Linked DNA regions of Mus musculus: all the other regions are linked to region 2. Evidence: chromatin contacts called from public HiChIP or PLAC-seq and promoter capture Hi-C data. All regions are on one chromosome and are shown on one strand. Each heading gives the region's core, a stretch centred on a gene start, on an enhancer-like site or on the middle of the called end of the contact. The rest is flanking DNA. Distances are from core to core; before and after follow the strand shown. Region 1 overlaps Kcnb1 (potassium voltage gated channel, Shab-related subfamily, member 1). Region 2 holds the start of Spata2 (spermatogenesis associated 2). Region 3 holds the start of Stau1 (staufen double-stranded RNA binding protein 1). Region 4 overlaps Ptpn1 (protein tyrosine phosphatase, non-receptor type 1).

Region 1 (2,700 bases), core at 184-2,683, 390 kb before region 2:
TGTGGCCTGGGCTGCTTTGGGCGGCCCTGGCCTAGAGACATGAAAGTATTTGGGGGTTGTCATATAAACAATAATAGGTTAGGAAACGCCCAAGGCTAGAGTGTTCTGTTGTCCTGCTGGGGGCCTCGGAGCCCCCATCTTCCTCCTGCCAACCTGTCAGATACACATACACAAAGTCTGTCTCCAAACGAGGATGTTCTAGAAGCTTTTCTGTGTACCCATCCCCCTTTGATTCAGTGCAGGCTGTGGTTATTTTACTCGAGACAAAGTTGGCAGAGAAACAAGGAAAAGAGATCTATTTATATATCTATACCTACCTATCTATATAGAGATACCTGGCTTTAGGGACCCTTTTCTGTGATGAACTTTAAATATGTCCTTGTTCAAGGACTAGACATTCCAGCCATGACCAGAGTCAGACAAATACATAATTATAAATATTGACAATACATTACAGTTGTATAGAAGAGGATGCTGTTGCGTCTTGTTTCCTCCTTAGAGATGTGGATCTTCTCGGGAGAAGGGACAGAGACAAGGCTGCAGCTACAGAACACAGAGGAGATGAAGAGAAGGTGAGACTTGGGAGGAAAAAGAGCTCCTATTCCCAGCAACTGTCAGGGTGAGTGGAGCAGGTTAAGGGTGGCTTCCTCATTACTTTGGCGTTTCCTCTCTCCTCGATGACAAATATTCTCTCCTCCTTTACTCTCTCTCTCATCTAAATGTGCTTAAGGTAGAATACCAGAGAGAGATCTGTTGCCCCAGATCTGCTGCTTTGGAAACATCCAAAAATGAAAAGGCAAAAGAACTGGCTTGTCCTCACCTTGTCCACAGTAAGGCTTTCCCGGTGCGACAGGTGCGCACAGCAGTCCGACGCCTGGCCTTTTCTGATGACGTGGTGGATGCTGGGACTCCGATTCAGCTGGCTTTTTGATAGTCCTGTTGATTTCATAACCGGACCGGGAGATCTCCGCCTCCAGCCCCTGGAGTTATTTGGGTATCTCACTTCCTTTTGCTCTGGTTGGGTCAGGCCAGGTGGACCACCATGTTCAAGTGGCCTCTGTCCCCATCCCCTGGCTCTTGTCTTCACTGCTGAGACCCATCTGTCAGATTCATCTTCATCTTGGCAACCCAAGATTTCCCAGTGCGTGTAAACACATGTACCCGGGTCAGGTACATGCGGCCTGAGACTCTGTGTTCCTTTTTAGCCCATGGAGGGTTGGTAGAAAAATTTATAATATTCTAACTTGAGTTACACTTGTGTGGGGGAAGCTATATTCCCACAGTTCACACAAATATAAGTGAAAGGAAAAAAAAAAAAAACGCCAACAAAAACCAAAATGGAAAACTCTTCTTTTGCTTCGTCTATACTGTTTTGATGGTTGTCTCTATAGGAGTTCTGTCAGACTCTGCCTATGCAGCTAGGAAAGGTATTCTGGATTCATCATTTTCTCGGTATAATGCTACTTTAAAGTCAGACAAAACACAAGAGGGAGGGACAGCCAGGTCCTACACAAGGCAGAAAGGGCCTTTGGTTACAAGAAAAGTCGCACCAAGTGGTTCTTAAAAAAGAAAGCAATCATTTCTACACTGTACACCCGCCGTCGGCTTAACCAACCAATGAAATGCCTTGGTTTAAAGAAGGGGGGCGGTAACTTCCTTCTGGCTATTTATGGCTATGTTAAGACGTGTTTACTTCCTGATATGTAAAATAGACTATATCATCAGTAGGAGGTTTTTTTTTTTTTACAGATAGCTCTAAAAATATCTGAATCGGAAATCACAACTATTTACTTTTTATCAAAAAGCATTTGTTTGTTTCCCTGAATTTTCACATTTGTGCTGATGGGTGACTTATGAGCAACACAAAAGACAGACATGGAAGATGGTCAGCAGAAAGGTCCCACGATCATCGATCACCGGTCACACACAGGCCCCAGCGCCAGGCAGAGCTCAGCAGGGGGCCGTGGAGCCCCGCCCCCCTGCTTCCTGTCTCCAGGATGCCGCTGGTGCACGTGACCCGGCACTGTCTCAGCCCCTTTGCTCCTGTTTTGAGAAAGCTCTGAGGACGGATGGTGAGGCAGAGTCAACTTCTTATTTTCTTCATGAAAACAGCAAAATACCAAGCTGTGCCCTCTGGAGGGAGGGGGGACCCAGGTCTTTGGAGATGCTGAGAAGCGTCATGAACACTTTGTTTAAGGGTGGTGGGATGAGCCTTTAGCATCCTACCTGGGACAGGTGGCCTGACCGCAGCTATGGAAACAAGAGAAGGCAGAAGATCGTGATGTGCTACGTGTGCTGACGGGTGGATCATGCCATCGGACTGCTGGGCCGACCAGCCACACACGATACTGAGGACAGGTGACCATTATTGTCTTTGCTTCATCAGGAAGACATGCCCGTCACTGTTCTGAGGACAGGGAGGAGGACACTACAGCATTTGGGACATTACCCACTCACACTATAGTAAGAAAACCACATTGCCCTATTGTACCAGAGACAGGCTGACCAACAACATCGCCGTAACTAGAGCATTTGCGCAGACTGGTGTCACTGAGGAAGGGCCAACAATACTGTGCCACTGGGTCACAAGCAGGCGGGACGACGCCAGGTCAACGCTTGGACAGGAAGACTGACACCAGGAAGTGCACGGGAACCTCGAGGGATACACATGGGTACTTATTGCTTTTGGCTGTGCCGTCT
Region 2 (2,714 bases), core at 34-2,533:
CTTAGTGCCATCGGCTCTGGGTGGCACCTCCTGCACTTATCTGGGCCCCTTTGTAAAGCAATTCAGTGAAGACGAGGCTGGCGCACAGTCGCCAGGACCCAGTGTGGAAAGCTGAACGCATTTAAAATTCAGCTAAACAGAACCAAAATAATCCGGGAAGGAGAGCAATGGTTCACCTTTATCTTTGCTGGCCCACTCAAGAAAAATAAGCCCCGTGGCAACGCTGAAATGCATTCCCTCTCTATACTGGCACATGCTATTTGGGTCCCAGTTCTCCAACTACATGTTTACACATCCCTGATCCAGCTTCAGTCTCCACACAGGATCAGGGATGTGGCTCTACCACCGTTCCCTCCTCCCAACCTCTATGCATTCATTCTAAGCAAGAGGCTCCCAGATCCACCCCTGGCATCTCCTACTGGCTGTAAAACAATACAAGGGCCCTACACCCCTACTAGCCTACAGAAACACTGCCACCGGGGCCTTCCAAAGCTCTGAAAACAACCTTGGCTGTGCTGGAGCCTGGCTTCCCTCCCCGGAGAGCCTCTCTCGGTTCTGAAGGGAGCCAAGTCCCCTCTCTACAGGGAATGTAAACCTGTGGCGGCTACTCCAAGCTCTGCGAGCCGTCTTCCTCTGACCGACATGGCAGCGGGGAAAACGCCCAAGCTCAAAGGAAGGAGTTCCCACTGGTGGTGTCTTTTGTCGGTGGTGCTGGGGACTAGGGTCAGAACCCAGGGCATCGCACAAACTGGGCAAGCTCTCGCAAACGCCCCTCCGTCTGTCACTGAAATACCGGGACCTGTCATAACATCGCTGCTGCACCCCGACACCGTGCAACACCCGGGTCCTCTTTCCACGCCCACCGCGGGCCCGGAAGGCCGCCGCGTCCCTCCTCCATAGACCGGGAGACCAAGGATCCCGAAGCAGAGCGACTCAGCCAAGGTCACTCGGTAAATCCAAAGCTAGATCAGCCTCCCCTCCCTACTGAGAGCCATAGCGCGGTGCCTGCCCCCGGGGGCGCCGGGGGCGCCGGGGGCGCGTGTGCCATCACCGGGGAGCCAGTGCTGCGACCAGCCGCCCGGAGCCGCCGCGGCCGCGGGACAGAGCCGAGGGCCTGGCCGGTGACAGCGCGCGCAGGGGTCCACCCTCCTGCCCCACCCGCACTCACCCACCGCTGCCTGCCAGGAAAGCGAGCGCCTCCAAAGCACAGGCCCACACGGCCCGGCCGCTCCCGCCGGCTCCGGGAACCGAGAACAGTACCGGGGGCAAAAGCAGCCCGGAAGTATTTGTTCCGGAAGTGACGCACGAAGGCGGGCCCTGAGGAAGGCTGGATCGCGGCTGCGCGCTGGGCCCAGGCGTGAGCGGCGGAAGCCTGTGGCGAGCTGGTGTACGCGAGGAACGGAGAGGCGGCGGCAGTAGGCGGAGGGCAAGCGCTTCTCCGTAGAACCGGACCTCACTCCTAGGGACCGCGGGGAGGCACGAGCGGAACCCGGAAGCAAATTAACTGGAAGTGACGCGCGGAGCTTCACCGACGCTGGCTGGCCGGGTTGTCATGGAAACAGGTTGCTGAGCGAGCGGGGAGATTGGTTTTTGTTTTCTTGGGGTTTTTTTTCACCTCATCAACTTCCCCTTGGTCAGGACAGTGCTGGAGAGCCCGGACTGACAGGAAGACCTGCGATCCCATTTCAATGAAGGAACGACGGAGGTCATGCGAGACTGGAGAGGGCCTTGGGTGTTACTGCTGGCTATGGAGGTTAAGGATGCCGGTGGGGTGGGGTGGCGGGGTCAAAAAGGCTTAGGAGAGGGCTCTGCAGTTTGCACTTGTTGCTTGCAGAGTACCTGGGTTCCGTTCCCAGCACCCACGTGGCGGGTTACAACCATCCATTAACACCAGTACCAGCGGATCTGACCTCTCACCTCCACGGTTATCTGGCATGTACGTGATGCACATAGGTAGATTCAGGCAACATGCTCATATAGGTAAAAGGAAATTGCTACATAGGGAAACTCTTTCTCAAGTAATAACTGGGCATTATTATTATTAATGGAAATAGTAGATTCCTATTAATTCATAGACGACCTCACTGTGTGGTTCTGTAATCCTAACTATTTGGAAAGCTGAGTCAGGAGGAGTGTGAGTTTAAAGCTAGGGTGAGTAACTTATCGAGCTCCTCCCTCAAAAAAATAAATAAATAAATAAAAGGTTGGAGCTGCAGCCCAGTCCTAGAACCCTTGTCTAGATTGTGTGTATTTCCTGGGTTCCATTCCAAACAAGGAAAAAAAGAGGGTGGGGAGACACCCAGTGTGGACTTAACTGGCTACTAGCAGTGTGTCCTTGATCTTGCCACTTAGTCTCTGACCTGCATCATAATACCTGCTAAAAGCAATAGCAACAACAACAATAATAATACCAGCTCCCTGGTGAGATGTAGCCAGAATGAATTACATAGAAACTGCTAGCCAGGCAGTGGTGGTGCATGCCTTTAATCCCAGCACTTGGGAGGCAGAGGCAGGCAGATCTCTGAGTTCGAGGCCAGCCTGGTCTACAGAGTGAGTTCCAGGACAGCCACGGCTATACAGAGAAACCCTGTCTCAAAAAAACCAAAAAGAAAAAAAAAAAAAGAAAAGAAAAGAAAAGAAACTGCTTAGTTGGCCGGAGAGATGGCTCAGTGGTTAAGAGCAATGACTGCTCTTTGGAAGGTCCTTAGTTCAAA
Region 3 (2,725 bases), core at 102-2,601, 500 kb before region 2:
TGACCTTAAAAAAGGCATACAATACAATGGGCAAAACGCAAAACGGAACAAAATAAAAGCTTCGCCCATAAGTAGGGAGGTGAGGCCAGAGCTTAAGAGAAACTGATAACTAGGGAGGGCCTCAGCTAAAGAAAGTTAAGAGCTACAGATGCGAACCAGGAAACCACGGTTTTCGAATCTTTGCATACTCCACCTCCAGAGCCTGACACACAAGAAGGCTCCAAAAAGGTCTGCTAAACCCAAGAGAAGCTTATGCCAGCAACTTTCTCATAAAAAGGAATGGCAATAAGGTTCTGGATGGTGGCAGGGAGACATGGGACAGGGTGCGGAGCCTAGGGGAGCCGGTGAAGTCCCTACAGCTGGTTTCACAGACATGATGATGGCTTTACATCCATACCCTGTCTGCTACAGTGTCCCCATTAAGCGCCCGCCCCTCTCTGGTGCCAAGCGAGCACAATGCTCAGGCACTGCCAGTGGGCACGCGGGATTCTTCTGCCTCGGAGAAAACCCTAGTGGAAAGGAAGGTCAACTTATGTTCCGTCTGCACCCTAAATTATACCTTCATATCATCTTAATAAATTATGCAAACGGCTTATTGGGACACGACGTGGGTCTGGCACACTGATAAGCACTTTACACGCCCCATTTCACTGCACAACTTCACAGCCTGAAGAGGCAGGGACCGGGTTGGGACAGGATTAATACTATTCCCCCTCCTTCTCCCCCTCATAACAGAGACACAAAGAATACGAAGTGACTGACGAAGGGGGCCGAGCCGGGAATTGGCACCTCATCCCGCGGCTCGGCACTGGCCGCGACACTGTGCATAGCACCGAAACCCGGGGGGCCTCCGGACCGACGCTGCCCCTGCCCGCCCGCGCCCCCCGCGTTAACTCCGGCACAGGGCCCACGAGCGGCGCGGAGGGCCCGCCTCCTCCGGGAAGGCCCCGCAGGCGGAGACGGGCCTGGGCCGCGGCTCGCGCGCCCGCAAGGCCTAGCCCACCCGCCGCCCACCTCCCGCTGACGCCGTGCCTGCGTGGGTCCTTCCGCGACCCGCTCCGACCCGGCCCGGACCGGCCGCCTTACCTGGCTGCTTCCCCAGAGCTCGTCCCGGGGCCGGCGGTCTTGGGCGGCGGCGAGGAGGTGAAGAAGCAAGTGAAGACGGCGAGGAAAAAGGGACCGACCAGAGGAGGGAAGAGGCGGAGTGGCGGAGGCGAAGGCGGGCGCCGCCAGGCCGGGGCTCAGAAGAAGGGGGAGCGCACACAGACGCGACGACAGCCAGCGCAAACGCTGAAGAGCGGCTCGGGGCCCGCAGCCTGGCAGGAAGTGACGGGGGAGGGGCCGCGCCCGCCCCCGGCCCCCGCCCGCCTCCATGCCGGCCCCACCCCCTACACACCGCGGCAGGAACCACAAGTCCCAGCGGGCGCCGCGTCCCGCATGCGCTCTCTAGGCACGCAAGGCCCACAAGGGCCGGGCACGGCTGCGCTGGGTCCGAGGCATGTTGGGAGTTGTAGTTTCCCAGGAGCTCGGTCTCGGCAGGGAATACAGGCCTCGCTTCCTTTCTTTTCTAGGCTTTCTGTTCCCTTCCTACAGTCACCCCTTTTTCCCTACGCTAACTTTTGTTAACCTGCTGCTGCGTGCAAGACCGAAAGCTGAGAATACAGTGAGAATGCACAAGTCCCTGCCCTTATGGAGTTTACTGGGGAAGTCAGAGTAAATGAAGTCTGAGCCGAAAACAGACAAGCACAAGTGCTGTCTGGTTCCTTTCCCGCAGCTCTAAACTGAGTGTGGTTCTGTGGACAAGAGGCTGGTGTGGGCTTGTTTAGTGTAGTCCTGGGGATTGAAGCAAACTTCTACCGCTCAGCTCCATCTTCACTAGTCTTATAGCTTGGGTTTTCTTGCCTTGGTGTTTTGAGTTCAGGCATCCACGGAGTCCAGTGCTGGCGTTGCCTGCCTGGTGTAGGAGTTTCAGGCAGTTGTGAGGTAGATCCTCTTCAAGTGTTCTTAACTGTTAGCCACCTATCTCTCCAGCCCTATAGCAACCCTTTTATGTAGCAACCCTTTTATGTAGCGGGGGAGACAGGTCTTTAGAATTAGATGGGGTCCTTACCGGAGGTTGTGGGAGCTGAGTCGCTGGCATCCTCTGGGCTTTTTTTTTTTTTAAGATTTATTTATTATTATTTGTAAGTACATTGTGAAGAGGGCATCAGATCTCATTATGGATGGTTGTGAGCCACCATGTGGTTGCTGGGAATTGAACTCAGGACCTTTAGAAGAGCAGTCAGTGCTCTTAACCGCTGAGCCATCTCTGTAGCCCCCCTCTGGGCTTATTTTAAGTGGTGCCTGTGGTTGATGCACCTAGGTAAACATCATAGCTAGATACCCAAGACTCCGGGTTCCATCCCTACCCCAAAAGGGGAAAAAAAAAAAAACCTAGCCAGTTGGTGGTGTCTGGAAACACAAACAAACAAACAAATAAATAAATAAAAATAGCATGCCTAACAGCCCAGTCTCCTTGCCAAGGCACTGTGGCTGACTTTGCATGAATTCATGATGACGTCTGCTGTAGCTAAAAAGACCCTCCTCTGACTTGCAGAGACACTGGGGGGCGCCTTTATCTGAATTAAGTCTTCTTAGTTTGCTTTTTGTAAAACCCAGTGACACTGAGTTCCAGAACCAGCCGTTCCTTCCAGTTCCCAGCCAACTCCGCTAAGTAAGCAACACA
Region 4 (2,773 bases), core at 111-2,610, 470 kb after region 2:
CTGCACTTCTCCATGTAGGCTGACAGCTGAGATCTGAAGAGTCTCTTCCTGGTGTGGGCACAGTGCCAGGCTGCGTCTGGATGGCCTGAAGGAACGCCTGCCTGTGTGGAGCCTCATGCCTGCCTGCTTGCTTGGAATAGAATAGCCTCTCGGTCCCAGCTTGGGACTTTATTTTAAAGACTTACTTGTTTTATTTATATGAGTACACTGTAGCTGTCTTCAGACACACCAGAAGAGGATAACAGATCCCATTACAGATGGCTGTGAGCCACCATGTGGTTGATGGGAATTGAACTCAGGACCTCTGGAGTAGCAGTCAGTGCTCTTAACCCCTGAGCCATCTCTCCAGCCTGTGACTTCATTTTTGTGGTTTCACAAATCCATTCCTTCCAGTGCTATCATGCCTTCATCTCTGTGCCTCCTTCATCCTTGGTCTCTCACATCAGGTAGGAAAGCATGTGGCCTCTAGAAGAAGGTGGCCAGTGAGTATCTCATATGCCTTTTTCTTGGTTCTGGTTAGCAGAGCCTCACACAGCTTTCCAGGGACTTGGGAAAATCTTGACCAACATTGTTGTGTTTTAGTGAGCTGTTTTCTGCTCGTTCACACTGCTAAGTATGCAGGGAGCATCCATCCATTGCGGAAGGAGAGCACTGTCACTTCAGATCAGGGATGTCACTGGTGTTTCATGTGGCCTCTCCCTTGGGACCTTGGAAGGAGGAAACACAGTGGGCAGACTGGTTCCTGCCAGGAAAATTGTAGATATTGCTCTTGCAGATGCCTGCCAATTCCTTGTTAGTCAACTGTCCCACTGTCCCCCGGCAGGCAGCCAAGAGCCGGGTGAAGTTCTTACTGGCCTGATAGAAAGCAGAAGGTAAACAAAACAGAAGTGAAAGTCGATTTTTTTAGCCAGTTCTCTTACGGGAACAGTTTTGTGGTTCTCAGCATTTTAGTAGACACTGGTTCCAATATGTTTGATTGACATCAATTACTGTAAGTCTGATTCATTTTCTCCCTATTGATTTCTGCCCAAGGTGGAATTCATGACATTTAACAGAAAATGTAAGTGATGTCTTTATCAAGGGCTGTAAAAATTAGGGTCAAAGCCAGGGACACTTGCAAGTCTAACTGCGAGTGTGTCATCCTAGTTACCCGTGTAATCTGTGTAAGGTGAGCGGCAGCCCGACGCTCTGGCCTGCCACACTGAACTCAGAATGCTGCTTCTAAATGCAGTGTGGGCCAGGGTCACTTCACCAGTGTGAAGCCATTCATTCATATCCACGCTCCCACCCCCAGCCAGTTCAGCCTCTCAAAGCTGTTATTCTCAGTGCTAAAACCACATCAGTCCTTAGGGACCAAAAGTCATTGTTAACATAATTATGTAAGTGGCTTGTTCTTGTAAATGGCTTGAGGTCATCAGCAGTGACAGAGGTCACTTTGGTATTTTTAAGGGTTAGGTGTTTTGAGCAGCTGTACAAGCAGGAGGACTGTTAGCAGCACAGTGCTGAAGCCCTGGAGTCCACTCTGGGAGCCTCTCCGAAACTGCTGCTTCTCTGAAGCCATATCACCACCGCCCACACCCACACCTCTGTTCCTCTCTGTGACTGCAGCTGCAGCCTGGGTATTTTGCCCCTGTAGTTATTCAGTAAACCAGGTGTGCTTGTGCAGACTCCCAGCGCTTGTCTGCTGGGATTATTAGTTCAAGGTCATCCTCAGCTTCATAGGGAGTTGGAGGCTAGCCTAGGCTATGTAATATGTAAGTACCTGTCTCAAACAAAACAAAGCAAGATACAAAGAATGAAGTATTGTTTTCCATTCAAAGACAGCCTCTGGTGATCTATCTATTCTGATTGTTCTTTGCTCCACAAAATTTTTCTTTCTCCTTTGTAGTTAGACCCGGTTAATAAAATCTGCTGTGCACTCACCACTCTGAGGTGCTTACACACAGCATCTTAGGTGAGCCAGAGACAAGCGTGTGTGCTCTCAGCCATGGCTGCGCCTGGGTTCCAGGAAGTGCTTGCCTCTCAGCCCCCACTGCCCGGTCTATCTGCCCTTCCTTCCTTCAGTCTCTCAGCTGACTATCTGAGAATCAGTATTTTCCCACACTATCAAGTAACACGCCAGCCCCTCAACTCAGATGCCATTTAGAGAGGAGTCGAGACTGGCCAGTGAGAGGAACTTGCTAGTCCCCGAATTCTACTTACATGTGGGGTTTTTGTTTTTCATTTATCAACAACTTCACACGGATGTATTACATATGTTGGTCACTTTGACCTCTCAGTGCTGCCTGGAAGCCCCTCCTCCTCCCAGTAAGACACCCTCCTGTTTCCATGTTGTGGGGATTGTTTTGCTTTTGTTTTTTGTGGTCCCTGAATTCCCAGTGTTGCTTGCATGAGCCTGGGTGGGGGCTGGATATTGGAAATAACAGTCAGTGCGGTAGCTGTTCTCCATTCTCTGCTTCAGGATCTGTTTTAGTAACCAGTTTGGTATTATCTTGTCAGGAGGTTGTGTGCGACAATTGCAGAAGCCAAACCAGGCCCCAGGAGTGTGCGTTCTGCAGCAGTTAGGATGGGCTTGATGGGTGTTCTCGGATGCATGTTCCCTCTGGGGCACTTCCACCCTGTGCCGGGAAGCATGCTGGGATAGAGTCAAAAGCTGTATACTTACGGTATTAGCATCAGCCTTTCGGTCAGTCGCAGGTTATGTTGAGGGCCTGCCCTGGCCTGGGTCTGAGATTAGAAATGAGGGCCTCTCTCTTAATGGACACCTGACTGC

Evidence for each region. Promoter capture Hi-C pulls out the DNA fragments that hold promoters and counts their contacts. HiChIP or PLAC-seq counts read pairs in DNA pulled down with a chosen protein or histone mark.
Region 1: an H3K4me3 HiChIP or PLAC-seq map of bone marrow-derived macrophages shows a contact between it and region 2, with 4 times the contacts expected there. The contact joins the enhancer-like site here to the promoter of Spata2 in region 2. A contact is called at or near these places in 2 of 484 Hi-C or Micro-C datasets (memory CD8 T cells and regulatory T cells), 12 of 115 datasets of contacts at active chromatin or transcription factors (the SCID.adh cell line, acute myeloid leukemia, astrocytes and 6 more) and 2 of 9 other capture datasets (embryonic stem cells and liver).
Region 3: a promoter capture Hi-C map of pre-B cells shows a contact between it and region 2, with 4 times the contacts expected there. The contact joins the promoter of Stau1 here to the promoter of Spata2 in region 2. A contact is called at or near these places in 3 of 39 promoter capture datasets (liver, pre-B cells and second pharyngeal arch cranial neural crest), 5 of 115 datasets of contacts at active chromatin or transcription factors (bone marrow-derived macrophages, extraembryonic endoderm stem cells, large pre-B cells and 2 more) and 1 of 9 other capture datasets (liver).
Region 4: a contact with region 2 is called in an H3K27ac HiChIP or PLAC-seq map of microglia, with 4 times the contacts expected there. The contact joins the enhancer-like site here to the promoter of Spata2 in region 2. A contact is called at or near these places in 1 of 115 datasets of contacts at active chromatin or transcription factors (microglia) and 1 of 9 other capture datasets (adipose tissue).

The regions. Positions count from the first base shown.
Region 1 is chr2:167,100,273-167,102,972 of GRCm38.p6, forward strand. It overlaps Kcnb1 (potassium voltage gated channel, Shab-related subfamily, member 1), which reads right to left. Exons shown (of 2, transcript NM_008420.4): 2 at 1-2,700. Among named protein-coding and RNA genes, the nearest start is that of Gm39984, 22 kb to the left of the region's middle. Within about 2 kb of position 1,434, at least 115 of the 459 cell types and tissues checked have an H3K27ac peak or open chromatin away from gene starts, as enhancers often do. A contact at or near this core is called in the SCID.adh cell line, bone marrow-derived macrophages, memory CD8 T cells and 3 more, where this site is marked.
Region 2 is chr2:167,491,591-167,494,304 of GRCm38.p6, forward strand. Spata2 (spermatogenesis associated 2) reads right to left here and starts at 1,284. Exons shown (of 3, transcript NM_170756.2): 1 at 1,169-1,284. It also overlaps a transcript of Rnf114 not described here.
Region 3 is chr2:166,994,948-166,997,672 of GRCm38.p6, forward strand. It overlaps Stau1 (staufen double-stranded RNA binding protein 1), which reads right to left and starts at 1,352. Exons shown (of 12, transcript NM_001109906.2): 1 at 1,087-1,352.
Region 4 is chr2:167,958,176-167,960,948 of GRCm38.p6, forward strand. The region is part of intron 1 of Ptpn1 (protein tyrosine phosphatase, non-receptor type 1); the gene reads left to right. Among named protein-coding and RNA genes, the nearest start is that of Ptpn1, 27 kb to the left of the region's middle. Within about 2 kb of position 1,361, at least 174 of the 459 cell types and tissues checked have an H3K27ac peak or open chromatin away from gene starts, as enhancers often do. A contact at or near this core is called in adipose tissue and microglia, where this site is marked.